2 separate regions of the Mus musculus genome follow, and region 1 is linked to region 2. A link is a contact called in public HiCAR-type data. All regions are on one chromosome and are shown on one strand. Each heading gives the region's core, a stretch centred on a gene start, on an enhancer-like site or on the middle of the called end of the contact. The rest is flanking DNA. Distances are from core to core; before and after follow the strand shown. Region 1 has its middle 35 kb from the start of Gm32780. Region 2 has its middle 110 kb from the start of Gm32727.

Region 1 (6,721 bases), core at 587-3,086, 210 kb after region 2:
TGGTGTGTGAATTGTTAGTGATAAATGTGTGTGTTAGTATTTGTGAATATCTGTGTTAGTATATGTGAATGTGTGTGTTAGTGTATATGAATGTGTGTGTTAGTATGTGTTCACTATACTGAAGTGTTAAACATCCTGAAACAAATCCTACCACAAGCAGCAGCTTCAGGCTTGATCCCTAATAACTGAGATCCCATACGAACATAGAATTTTTTTTCCTACTCTAAATTAACTCACAATGTGTCACCCAAATGAGTCTGAGGGCAAAGTTTATTTCTCGATTACTGTGCTGTAGAATTCTTTTATGTGAAGAACAATCACCTAAACTAGATAACTCTCCAGCACCTTAAAAAGACAACCAAGCAGTCAAAGGAAATAAGAGAATAATGTAAGAGACCCAGCTCCGGCCCTCTCTCCTGTCCCAGTCCGAGGCACAGAAAAACTGTCTGAAATCCAGAGCCAAGGCCAGGGCAGTCCACAGCAGCTGGAGCTGCATAGCAAGGCTGTGCCTCAAAAAACAAAAACAAACAAACAAAACGAAACAAAACAGGACTTGCATTTGCCTAGCAAGCACACAATCCTGACTGACAAAAAAAGAAAAAGAAAAAGCCCACAATTATCGAGACATAATTGTCTCTCGGAAAGCTAGCATTTTGCAGCCATGTTGTTGAAGCTTGAAATCTAAGGAGGAGTCTGAGCACTGGGAGGAGATGAGAGCGGAGTTGGTCTGGGTCACTGTCCTGGCATTAACATAGTCAGAGCCAGAAAGCAGGAAGAAAGCGCTTGCTCTTCAGAACCGCGCCATTCTGCCTGGCTTTTCAACAACCCCTGGCGCATGTCTGGCTTCCTTTTATGAAAAGCGGCCGAGGACCCTGAACCACAACAAGTCATTAAGAAACCACAGAGGACAACTGAGGGGTCAGCTTTCATTTTCATCCCAGTGACCCTCATGCTTGTCATCATTATTAAGGCATCAATTTCCTGTTCTCTTCCCTCTGCCCTTTAAGTAAGGAAAACCAATTCCCAGGAGGAGACTGGAGGAAAAACAGCACGGGCTGGGCATTTGAAGCAGAAACCAAAATGGATGAATAGAGGGTCGTATTTCTTCACTCCTCAAAACAAGCACCTCATCGGGAGAATCTGCCCTGAGATGGAAATCTGTGACACTTAGAACAAGTCAAGTCCACCACAAACGGTGTGACTCAACTTCAAGGACCTGGCAGATAAAGATTCGTCAAAGAATGAGAAAAGCAAAATCAAAAAAAAAAAAAAAAGAATGGGAATAATTGATATTTTTAGGAGACACATAGCTTGATTTCACTAAACCACTCATTTCAATAATGATCATTGTAGCCAGCATTTAATCACTGCTTAGCAAATACCAGGCTCCAAACAAAGGGCTAAGCTGCTGATCATCACATTTAAGTCTCACAAGAATCCTTGCACAGATGAGAGATTGTGTGTCCTTCTCACAGGTGAAGATACCTCTCAACACACCATTGAGCTCATGTGACCAGAAAGTTCCAGAGTCTAGCTACAGGGTACCACTGCTCACCGGGAACCTATGAGCCTATCCTCTTGCCTCAGAAAGACTATTCCAGTTATCTCTAGCTGTGTGAAATCTACCCTCAAACTCAGTGGTTCCCGGATTTCATTTGTTCTCTCTCGGGCCGATGCCACTGTTACTCAAGATTTCTCCTGTGGTTTATTTAAGGCAGACGATGCATGAGAGAGAAGTTCCCTAGGACCTGATGGGGTGGACATCCAAACAGACACACCCATAGAACTTCTAAGTAATTCTGGCTATCAGCTTGGAGCTCAGGCAAGCTGTGGACCAGACACTCATGTGACCTGGGACTAGCCTCAGTGAAGCAAGCAAAAAGGAAATCTTTGAGGACTCGAGAGGACACGACTGCTGGCTAGGGTTGGACGATGATGCAAAGTTCTTCAGGACTTACGTTGAGAAGCCAGGACAAAGTTTCAGTGTTTAGGGCCTGGGTGTGCTTTTTTTAGATCTCCCTCTCAGCGCAGTTTGCGTAACATGTTGATTGGTCTCCCTGGACCCCCCCCCCACTTTTTTTTTGCTCTCTGTAACTCTCCCTCCCCTTCCCCACCCTGCTTCTTCCCAGAGTGCACAAAAAAAATATTTATACTTCATAGAAATGACTGTGCCATCAGTATCCGAAGATAAATCCCTAACTACTGGACATCAGACCATGTGTATCCTCTCGGGCTGTACCTGTGTGCCCTGGCCCAGGTAGAATTAGATGGTTGTGATGTTCAGACTGAGTCTAAGAAGCCTTGCCACACCCACACCTAGGTCTCCTGTAATGCTTTCTCAGAATGCTCCTTCCTGGAATCCAGACATCACATGAGCAATAAAAACAACTGTATCTAAAACGCAGTGCCTATGCCTCCATTCATGTCACTGACATAAAATCACAATGGATTTAATTCAAGACATAGTCTCTGAAGTCCCCATACCTAATTTCAAAAACATCCTTTCGCTTCACTTAAAAAAAACAGATTTATACTCTTTCCTCCATCTCCCTGCCCTTCTCCCCACACTCTGTGTGTGTGTGTGTGTGTGTGTGTGTGTGTGTGTGTGTGTGTGTGCAAGTACCCATGGAGGCCAGAAAGGGCATCAGCTAACCTGAAGCTGGAATTACAGGTGATTGTGAGCCACTCAACATGAGCACTGGGATCTGAGGGTTTCCCCACAAAAGCAGCAAGCACCCTTAACCTTAACAGCTGAGCTGTCTCTTCAGCCTTACCCCCTCACCCCCTCTTCAAAGGAAAAACCAAAGAAAAAATGAAATTGCTTGTTAAGTATGTCAGGAGATTCCCAGTCTCGGTGATTTAGTATGTGAGTATAAGAGTTGAAACTATAAAACCACCAGAAGAAAATACAAGGGAAACACTTCCATACACTGTATGGGCAAAGGAGTCTTTCTTCTGACTTTCCAAAACCACAGGCAGTAAGAGACCTTGACCAGAGGTGGTACAGCAAGCTCGGAAGTGTCTACACGGTGATGGAATGAAAGCTACCCTCTAGATTGAGAGATGTTTTAATTTAATTTAAAGTTTAAAGCTATAGTCTCTTAGTTATCACACCACCACCCACTCCACCCCCTGGCAGAGTTTACTCTATGCTCAGCTCTTTGTCCAGGAGGTGCTATGTCCAGGAATATGGTGCTAATAATTCTTTACTTTAGAGGGCAAGCCATGTGGGGGCAAGGCAGGAAGGAGGGATGAGGCATCACACACTGTTATTTTTCCTTGGCAGAGTTTTTCTCAGTTTCATACGCAGTAATTGCTACTGGATGGGTGGGTGGAAGGTCACATTTTATGTGTTATTCTTCTTGCTTTCCTTCATGGCCGTCTCAGAGATGGCTTCCTGCTTCCACTTGATGGTGTTTCAAACCTTTCTGTACACCAGAAAATACTATTTCTCCTTCCCTTGCTCCTTCTACATGTCTGTTCTCCTCACTTGCTATTCATTCCTTTTTGACCTGTGACATGATATTAAAAGGAACAGACCTATAGCAAGGGAGATAACCCCGAGCCCCTAGGCTGTGTAGAGAGCTTTTCTCCACTCCGGAAGAGGTAGAATAGAACTTCTTCTGAAACGGGAGTTAATTCTGGCTGAGATAAACAAGACCAAACCATCCTGAGGGGGGCCCTCACAAAGGATCCACTCTAAGGACTTTTAGAAGACTAACAGAATTATGTCTACTACCATCATCCTATGGGTGCCTTTCCTCAGCCCCCATCCATCTGGTTTTCAATATAATCAAAGAAAGATGGAGAAGAAACAGAAAGTTGGAATCGAAAGCAGTCAACCTTGTGGGTCTTTTGGGAGAGACCCCCTCTTCAGGAAGCCAATGGTGGCATGCTTGCACAATACTTTGGGGTGTAAAGAGAAAAGGGGAACTGTCATCTCAGCCTTGGGTAGATGTATATGCTCTGAATTCCCAAGTGGTGGTAAGACACCTCATAAGAGAGTTTGACCTGATCCCATAGAGTTTAGTAGCCATGTATACTGCTGGTGCCTGTGGCTCTCCTGGAGATTTACAGAGGCAAAAATCCTTGGTGAGAATCCCTAGGGAGAAGATGGATAAATGCACTCCCTTAACAAGCATTCGAGTTCACACCATCTCGAGCTAGGAGCCCCACACAAGTTCTTTCTCTTAAATTGTTCTGCAGCCATAGCAGGCTCCGGAGGAGAATGAATGGTATTCTCTAGGCTTCTAGGCTTGTCACCATGTGACAAATTATCCTGCCCAGCAACAGAGAGAACCAGGTGAAACTGGGCCCAACAGAAGAACAAGTGGAGATGCCCCTTGCTCCTAACTGGGTCCCTGAAATGCATAACTTTAGGTCTGCATCCTTTCTTTCTGGTTCTCAGCTAAGGCAAAATGGCATCTCCAGAAGGAACCCGAGAGAGTGGGAGAGCAAAGAGGACGTGTTTGGGTGAGAAGTCAGAAAAAAAATGTTATTCCAAAATGTGTTCTACCCCCAAGAACTGCTCACCCCACTAAGAAAGGCCCTGGGCAGGAGGAGGTGGACTTCAGGGCCAATTAATCCTCTCTCCCACTCCCACCTCCAGTACCTGCCATTCACGGCCCTCTCGAGCTCAAGCTGCTGTATTGGCAGAGCAGAGAGCAAAAGGCAAAGCTGGTATTCCAGCCACGGGTTTCCTGGGCGACCTGCCTCCCAAGGGGAGATTAAACTCAGACTGAATCTTAGATTCACACCATAAGCTCAAATGGGCTGAAGTTTTTGTAACCAGGGCAGCACAGAAAAGTATGAGATCAGCCAGAGTTGTTAAATAGTGGGAAAGAGAATTTAGCTGGATGCTATAGAAGCCGGCAATTGGAAAGAATTCAAGCATTTCATGTTTCTCCCCAGATCTGATGTAACTCGTCCACCAACTCCCTAAAGTGGAGTGGGGTCATGGTCTTTAAACAGGCCAAGGAAGGAAGGTCACAGAGACCATTTCTGTCTCCCTTACTGACCACCACAGATAAGCAAACTCAGGCCTCCCAGCTTGGAGGCTTAACATCCTGTTTCCGCCCAGGGTCCAGGGTGGAGGCACAGAGCCTGACAGTAGGGCTCCGGTGATTGGATGGATGTGAGGCTCACCAGAAACCTAGTAGGGGACCAGCAATGCTGGGCACAGATGCTTCCCTGCCAAAGAGGAACAATGGGCAACTAATAAAGGGGCGGTGGATTTTCCTCTCTCCCTCAATACAGGTGCTTGATACCAGAACCCTCTGCAAATGACCCAGGAGGAGGAAATTCCCAGGGCAGAGCAAGCCAGAGAAAAGCCACCTGGGAAGCCCCTGCCCTGGTCAGATAGGAATTAACTCTAACCAGCTAGCTAACTCATTCCCACCAACAGTAGGTGTGAGCAACCACTTTTCCTTGGTATCTTTCTTCTCTCCCTTTCCCTAATCCTATTCACATCACTTAGACAAATACTTGTGACGTAGCCCAAGGAACACCTCCTTTAAAATACCCTCTTAATTAAAAAAAATAAAATAAAATAAACAACTGATACGGGCTTGTGAAGAATACTGTTGGCAATCCGTGGAATTTTTCAGATATGTTTACCTACTGACCCAGCCATTCTGCGGATCCTGGAGGCTTACAGTGTTTTATTCCTGAGTAGGTGAGTGGATGAATTATGAAACACGTGGACAATGGAATATTATTCAGCAATGGAAAGAATGGACTGTGACAGCATGGTGGACACATTAATGTGTACTCACTGAAACAGACACTGGGAAAGGACTGCATATGCCGCCTGCCAGCAGCAACCCGACATCTGCAAAAGGGGTAACTATGGAAACCGTGCAAGTATCCGTGGTCAGTAGGACTAGGGAGAGAGGATTAGGTAGAGAACGGAGGACTTTTAGGGCAATGGAAAATGATGTCTGTGATAGTACAGCGTTGTCTGCCTGGGTGTTATCATGCATTTCTGTGAAGCCTCAGCTTGTATGGCAGCCTCATGTGAGCCCTAACGTAAGCTGAGGGGTCTGGGTGGTTCTGGTGTGGCAATGCGGCTTTATCAACTTAATACTCTGGTGTGGGTACTGATAATGGAGAAAACTATGAATATTGTAGGCCAGGGCGCCTATGAGAAATAGCCGAAGATTCCGTCAATTTTGCTATGAACCTAAAACTGTGCCACAGACCCTCTGGGCCCCTTTGTCTGCGTGGAACGGGTCTCTAGTCGCGGGTGGGCAAAGCGTCGGATGAATTTGACAGACAGATGCACACAGGAGAGGTTGTGTTGGATCTGAATGTAATGTCAAATCGAGCATTAGACTTTTTATACAGAAGACAATAAAGAAGTTGGGTGACACACTCACAAGGTACAAAGAGGTTACTGGATTCTTACATAAAACAGAGGAATGCAAACACAGAAGGTCTAACGGGAACCACCTGGGATAGAATTCATTATTAACAATTCATTATTAACAACTGGGATCAACAAGGGCTCCACCTAAGAGTCACTTAATCTTAGAAGCCAGGGTCAAGGGCTTCGTGCCCTTGCCATAGTTCCTATTTTAGTCTATTGTATAGTCCACCTTCCCCTTAGGCCATTGTAAATACGTGTGTATGGGTGTATCTCAGCTATAGTCTTAGAAGCCAGGTGTGAGGTCTTTACTCTCCTAGGGCAAGGGCTTTCACACCCAAGTCATAGTCTAGGGAG
Region 2 (6,912 bases), core at 3,429-5,928:
ACTTTATTTCTCTGTTTAGTTTCTGTCTCCATGATCTGTCCATTGGTGAGAGGGTTGAGGTCTCCCACTATTAATGTGTCACATTCAATGTGTGACTTAAGCTTTAGTAATGTTTCTTTTACAAATGTGGGTGCCCTTGCATTTGTGGCATAGATGTTCATCATTGAGATGTCCTCTCAGTCAATGTTACCTTTCATGAGTCCTTCCCTGTCTCTTTTGATTACTTTCAGTTGGAAGTCTATTTTATTAGATAGTGGAATGGCTACTCCAGCTTATTCCTCAGATCTATTTACTTAGAAACCCTTTTTCCATCTCTTTATATTGAGATAATGACTATCTTTGTTGCTGAGATGTGTTTCTTGTATACAGCAGAATGATGGATTCTGTTTACCCATCCATTCTGTTAGTCTGTGTCTTTTTACTAGGGAATTGAGTACATTGATATTGAGAGATATTAATGACCATTAATTGTTACTTCCTGTTATTTTTATATTGGTGGTGGTTAAGCATGTGTGTGTGTGTTTCTCTTCTATTGGTTTTAATGGTGTGAAATTCTTTATTTACTTTATTTACTTTTTTTTTTTTTTTAGTATAGTTAGTCTCACTGGGCTGGAGTTTTCCTTGTACTATTGTACTATTCTCTGTAGGGCTGGGTTAGTGGAGAGGTATTATTTGAATTTTGTTTTGTCATGGAATATCTTGTTTTCTCTATCTACGGTGATTGAAAGTTTTGCTGGGAATAGTACTCCGGGATGACATCTATGGTCTCTTAGGTTTTTTCAAGACCTCTGCTCAGGCCCTTGGAGCTTTTAGAGTCTCAGATGAGAAAGCAGGTGTAATTCTTCATTTATATGTTACTTGGCCTTTTCCCCTTATAGCTTTTAATATTCTTTCATTGTTATATATATTTAGTCTTTTGATTATTATGTGATGGGATGGTTTTCTTTTCTGGCTCAATCTGTTCTGTAAACTTCTTGTACCTTTATAAGCATCTCTTTGTTTAGGTTAGAGAAATTTTATTCTCTGATTTTGTTGAAGATATTTTCTGGACCTTAAAGCAGGAATAATTCCTCCTCTTCCTCCTCTTCCTCCTCCTCCCCTTCCTCCTTCTATTATTATTCTTAGGTTTGGTCTTTTCAAAGTATGCCAGATTTCCTGGATGTTTTGTGTCATGGACTTTTTAGATGTTTAATTTTCTTTGATTGATATATTGAGTTCATCTATCATATCTTCTAGAGCTGAGATTCTCTCTTCCATCTCCTGTATTCTGTTGGTGATGCTTGTGTCTATATTTCCAGTTCTCTTCACTAGGTTTCTATCACCAGAATTGCCTCAGTTTGTATTTTCTTCATTGCTTCCATTTCCCTTTTCAGGTATTAGACCATTTTATTCATATCCATCACCTGTTTGGTTGTTTGTTTTTTTCCTATATTTCTTTATACTTATTTGCTTCCTCTTTTAATACATCTACCTGTTTAAATGTGTTCTCCTGTATTTCCTTAAGAGATTTATTCATGTCCTCTTTGAAGTCCTCTTTAGAAGCTTGGATTTAAGATCCTCTTCTTGTGGTTCAGTTTCATTAGGATATCCAGGGTTTGTTGTAGCAGGATAGCTGGACTCTGGTGGTGCCATTTTGCCCTGTATCTTGTTGACTGCATTCTTATGCTATCTTTTAGGCATCTTGTTTTCCCTGGTGTTGACTGGATAATCCTGATAGCAGCAGGACTCTGCTGGCTGTCCCAGGCAGACTCTCTGTGGTGGTAGGCAGATCCAACTAGGAGAGGTAGTTGGGCACAGTTTCAAGCTGCTTAGTTTTGGGGCCCCTGAAGGTTTCCACAGGGAGGCAGGGCACTCTTGGGTTCCCTCAAGGCTCCTCTAGACCAGGGAGCAAGGCCAGAGCTGGACAATGAAGCTCCAGTGATGGCTCACACCACTCACCTCTGTCCAGTCCATATATTTTGTTGTCTACATTTTCATGATTTATTCAGTCTTAAGTCTTTCTATTCACCTTATTTTAAAGTATGCTTATTTTAAACATGGCTATTTAAGCATATGCCATTTTTACATGTATGAAGTTATTAGAAAACCTAGAAAAGGTGTGGCATTCTTTGAAACCTTGTATGTTTTAGATATCAAACCTTGATCAGATGTCTAACTGGCAAAGATTTTTCTCCCCTTCTGCAGGCTGTCTTGTCACTTGGTAAACTGTTTTCTTTGCTGTGTAGAAACATTTTGATTTCCTGGGGAGAAGAATTTTATTTCATTCTAAGGGTTTAGAAAACATTTAAATAAACCAGGAGAAAATGTCCAAAAATTAGGGAATGAGATGCCAAAGTAGATGCAAGGAGGCACTGAGCACAAAAAAATAGACAAGACCAGAAAAGAGCACACCCTTGTTCACATGATAATTAAACCACTCAGTACATTGAACAAAGAATGTATATTGAAGCCAACAAGAGAGGAAATGCATGTAAAGCCAGATCCATTAGAATAACAGCAGATTTCTCAATAGAAAATTTAAAAGTCAGTCAGACTTGAAATTGTGTACTTCAAATCCTGAACTATAATAGTGAACAATCAAGAAGACTGTTATACCCAGAAAAACTATCTGCCGTAATTGAAGGAGAAATTGAAGGGTGAATGCAGGCTAAAGAAACTCACGACCACTAACTCTACAGAGGATACTAGACAGAGTCCTTCAGAGTGAGGAGGTATAATAAGCACATCACAAGGCTTCAGCAAGGAACAAGGGACTCTTTCCTGCCTCCTCACAGCTTGTCCCTTCCTTAGGATGAAATCATTGAGAGGACAATGACACTGCCCTCCGCTGGGACATGGCTTGAATCATCCATATGTGTTGAATAAGTGAATAATGAATAGCTCATTGTGGAAGATTTAAGATGTATGATGCTTTCCTTTGGGAACATTAAGCTTTTCTTTTAAAGGCCTGAATCCAGGTCCCCAGAGACTATTACTAACACAACCATTTCTCTAGAGAGACATTTCCTTTACCTGTCTTTCTCAAATGTGGATCCCTGGGTTCTATGTGCAAAATTGCACACATCCAATCTGCATAAGATTATGCACTCTCTGAGCCCCATTGGAACCAGACTAGATAAAGGATGTGAATGAAAAACCTGGTAATGCCCCCCCCCCCCATGGCTCCTCCATACCATTTATCCACCAGCCTGCTAAGGAAAAGGCTGTACTTTTGAGACAAAATCCAGTACACCTTTCTCCTCACCTGGTGTCAAAACCTGCATCTTAGGGGCTTCGGAAGAGTGTTTCTACCTGTGGCTCGAGCCTGGCTACTCTGATTCTTTCCAGGCTATAGCCTCTAGGTTCCAGAAATTTCTCTGGAGATAATCATGGGGGAGTAGAATGTGCTGTATTTATAAAATGATGAAAACAATTTTTCCACACAGTGTATGGCTAACATGCCAGTAAAGCTTGCCTGGCCAGTCAGATGCTCCCACTCCGACCCCCTTACTCTGCCAAGCTTTTCAGAAATTTAATTAAAAATGGCTTTGATGGTGTGTATCCAAGGGAAACCAAGTCCTGGGGTTAACTATGGGATAAATGAATACTTAAACGGGCTGCTACGATGAAGGAGGGCACAGGAGTGTTTAGAGACACTGGAACACTGCATGTCAAAATATAGCCAATGGCATAAAGAATGTGTCGGGACAGACATTTCTTTGAAGCAGAAAATATGAAATCATAGAAATGAAAACATTTCATCCAATATACTTTTTTTTTCCTTTTTGTTTTGTTGTGACAAAGTGTCTATTTGACACAAACATAAACTTCTCATCTGGAAGCTGAGAAAAATGCCTCTAGAAGACTGGCCTATAGAGAAGTCTCTGGGGTCTTTTCTTGATTACTGATTGATGTGGGAGCACCCAGGTCCCTGTAAGTGCTGCCACCCTGGGCAGATAATTTCATTCGAGTTGTCTAAGAAAGCAGACTAAGAAAGCCCTGAGCAACAAGTTAGTTAGTTAGCAGTATTCCTCCTCGGCCCCTGCTTTAGTCTCTGAATCCATATTCCTGCCTTGAATTCCTGCCCTGACTGCCTTCGGGGACTGAGTATGGTCTGGGAGGTGTAGCTGAAATAAACCCTTTACTCCCCAAGATGCTTTTGGTCATGGTACTGCAATAGAGACCCTAACTAAGACGTGGGGTCTAACTTGTAGCCCAGGCTGGCCTCAAACCTTTGGCAATCTTCCTGCCTCAGCCTCCTGAGGGGTGTGTTTCTAGGTGCACGCCACCATACACACCAAACACAACCTTTTAAAGGAGGGAGTCCCTCAAATATTACTTAACATTGCTCGTCCTTACAGCCTCCCGTGTTAAGCATTCTGTGATCTAAATGCCAGTAATGATGGTTGTTTAAGTAATCTTTGTTTATATACTTTAGTCGACTCTCACACAATTCTCCAAAGTGTCTCTGTGTATATTGCCTTGGACTCGAATTATGTTTTGTGAGAAGAACACGGCCTGCGTTCAACTTGAGCAGGTTAATATTTCAATTAACATGAAGTTTGGCAGAGATTTAATCCTTCTGTGGGTCAATTTGTGATACTATAAAACGGAGCTAGGGCTATTAGATTGCTGTGAGGGCTGGATGAGCTCATACACGGTAGTGTTTGCCAATCACCATCTGGTGTGAATAAGGCCAGGGATGGGGTGGGGAGGGACAGGGAGATAGTGGGGGGATGGCGACAAGGAGGGGCAGGGACAGGGTTGGGGGACAGACGGGAATCAGAAGCGAGGCGCCGAGAAATTCAGCATCAAAATAATATTTCAATGACGTATTTGAAAAAAAAATAAAAGTGATGCGAGGAAAACCCATCACGAGTGACAACGTACCCGAAGCATGAGCCCTGGGTCTGAGAACGAGAACGCTACCATCACGTGTTTGATAAAGGTACAAGGCAAACACGGGGCCCCCAACCGGTCCCTGTCAACTGCTTTCCAGGAGTTAGCTTCTGAGCTGTGATGCTCTGCTCCTCTTCCTCCCTGTCCAGCCAGAAGCTGTTTCCTCCCTGCCTTTGCCTCCACTCCAGCTTTCTCTTCATGACCTCTCCCCGACCTTTCTTTCTTCACGTTCCCAGATTCTCCTGTAGGGGGCGCTGTAGTTCTTTGCTTGGATAGAAGAATGCTAACCTCAGTTTTCTTGGTGCTCTAGAAGGCTGTTCCAAATACTGTCCAAAGTGACTTGACACTGCAAAAGGCAGGCAGCCCGGCCTCTGATGTGGGATACTCATGCACCAGCCATCCAGTCCGATGGCAAACTCATGTGAAAAGCGTGCAATGTCAGAGAAACAAAAAGACAACCAATGTTTATAAGCTATATGAAGCAAGATGAGAAGTCTAGATCCTATGTCCTTGCCAGAGAATTCCTCCAGGGTCTTCTCTTTTGCTTCAAGAATGGGGACAAACCACCTTATTGTCATTGCCACCATCAAATCCCTGTTTCAACCAGTGCGAGCTGCAGTTTACTGGCTGTTGATTAACATACTGGATTTCATTCAGTCAGTACAATATTCTTTGTAGACAGGAGTTACTAGCCCACTTACCAATCGAGAAAGTCAATATTAGAGAGCTTCTTATAGCTAGGATTAATTCTTGCACATTTGTTCACTTAATATACATAGGAAGTATATGTATATGTGTGTGTGTGTGTGTGTGTGTGTATACTTTATATATACATATATTTTATACTTTATATATACATATATTTTATACTTTATATATGTATATATGCTTTATATATTTTATATATGCATATATACTTAAACATACATTTATATGTGTATATACATATATACTCTATGTATGTATTTATATTTTACATATATGCTTATATGTGTGTGTGTATGGCATATGCATCTCTGGATTCTAAAACAGTCCATTTGAACATTAGGGGTTGAATGTTCAAGTGCTTCCAAGGTTCATCATAAAATATAGTTCCCCCAAGCCACAGAATTGGGAGTGGGCAGGAGGCCATAAGAACTCCATCTGCTTTGTGAGTGTGTACATTAGCTCCTTCTGAAGACTCGACCTGTCTGTCCCTTCTGCCTGTCGTATGAAGATGTGAACTCCTTCCTTTCAGAAGATGCCGTCGGCATTAATGATGCTGGAATCTGAGGCAGAGCAGAACCCTAACTAGACACCACAGCTATCAGCCTTGACGTTGGGCTTCCAGCCTTAAGAACTGAGAAATAAAATGTCCATTGTTAGTAAATCAGTTGGTTCAGAGTGTCTGGCTACACAAATGGATGAAGCTTGTTGAGGTAAACAGAAGACAGATCCATAAATGATATGTTGAAGCTCACAGAATGCCACAGAGATGTGACTATTGTCCACAGGAACAAAACCTAGAGTCATCACAGATCAAGTCTGATAGGAGACCTGTCCGGGGCTCTGGAAGAGAGCACATCAGGACTGCAGCCACTAGACCTTCCTCAGTCCCATGTTACCTTCTCTAGAGACCTACTCTCTCATTCTTGTTGCTATGTGCTGTTAGCGTCTACCCTGAAACTTCCGCTGATGTATTGGTTTTGGAAGTGTGAGTCATCTGTCCACACTCTAGCTATGTGGAATGAAGAAGTATAGCTATCTACAGACTTCTACAAAAAGAGGGCATCTGGCTCTCCAAGGAGGGCTCATCTCAACATCTGAGCAGGAACGTCAGATGCTGGTACATCTAGAGGAATGACAGGTGACCACTGAGTCTTTGCCCTTCAGTCACTTACACCTTGACAGAAGAGAAAAATGCACACAAATGACCACACTACATAATAGATGCCCACAGAATGACCCCGACAAAGAATAATGCTTCCTGATAAGGTTGGGGGCCCATTCTGGCTGGAGATAGCACAGATTTAACAAAAACATCAGATGTGGAGA

What was found. HiCAR-type assays count read pairs that join an accessible place to other places.
Region 1: a HiCAR-type map of fibro-adipogenic progenitors shows a contact between it and region 2, with 3 times the contacts expected there. The contact joins two enhancer-like sites. A contact is called at or near these places in 4 of 484 Hi-C or Micro-C datasets (bone marrow-derived macrophages, cortical neurons and embryonic fibroblasts) and 3 of 115 datasets of contacts at active chromatin or transcription factors (embryonic stem cells and fibro-adipogenic progenitors).

What each region holds. Positions count from the first base shown.
Region 1 is chr5:76,074,770-76,081,490 of GRCm38.p6, forward strand. No RefSeq gene overlaps it. Among named protein-coding and RNA genes, the nearest start is that of Gm32780, 35 kb to the left of the region's middle. Within about 2 kb of position 1,837, at least 22 of the 459 cell types and tissues checked have an H3K27ac peak or open chromatin away from gene starts, as enhancers often do. A contact at or near this core is called in fibro-adipogenic progenitors, where this site is marked.
Region 2 is chr5:75,866,198-75,873,109 of GRCm38.p6, forward strand. No RefSeq gene overlaps it. Among named protein-coding and RNA genes, the nearest start is that of Gm32727, 110 kb to the right of the region's middle. Within about 2 kb of position 4,679, at least 12 of the 459 cell types and tissues checked have an H3K27ac peak or open chromatin away from gene starts, as enhancers often do. A contact at or near this core is called in fibro-adipogenic progenitors, where this site is marked.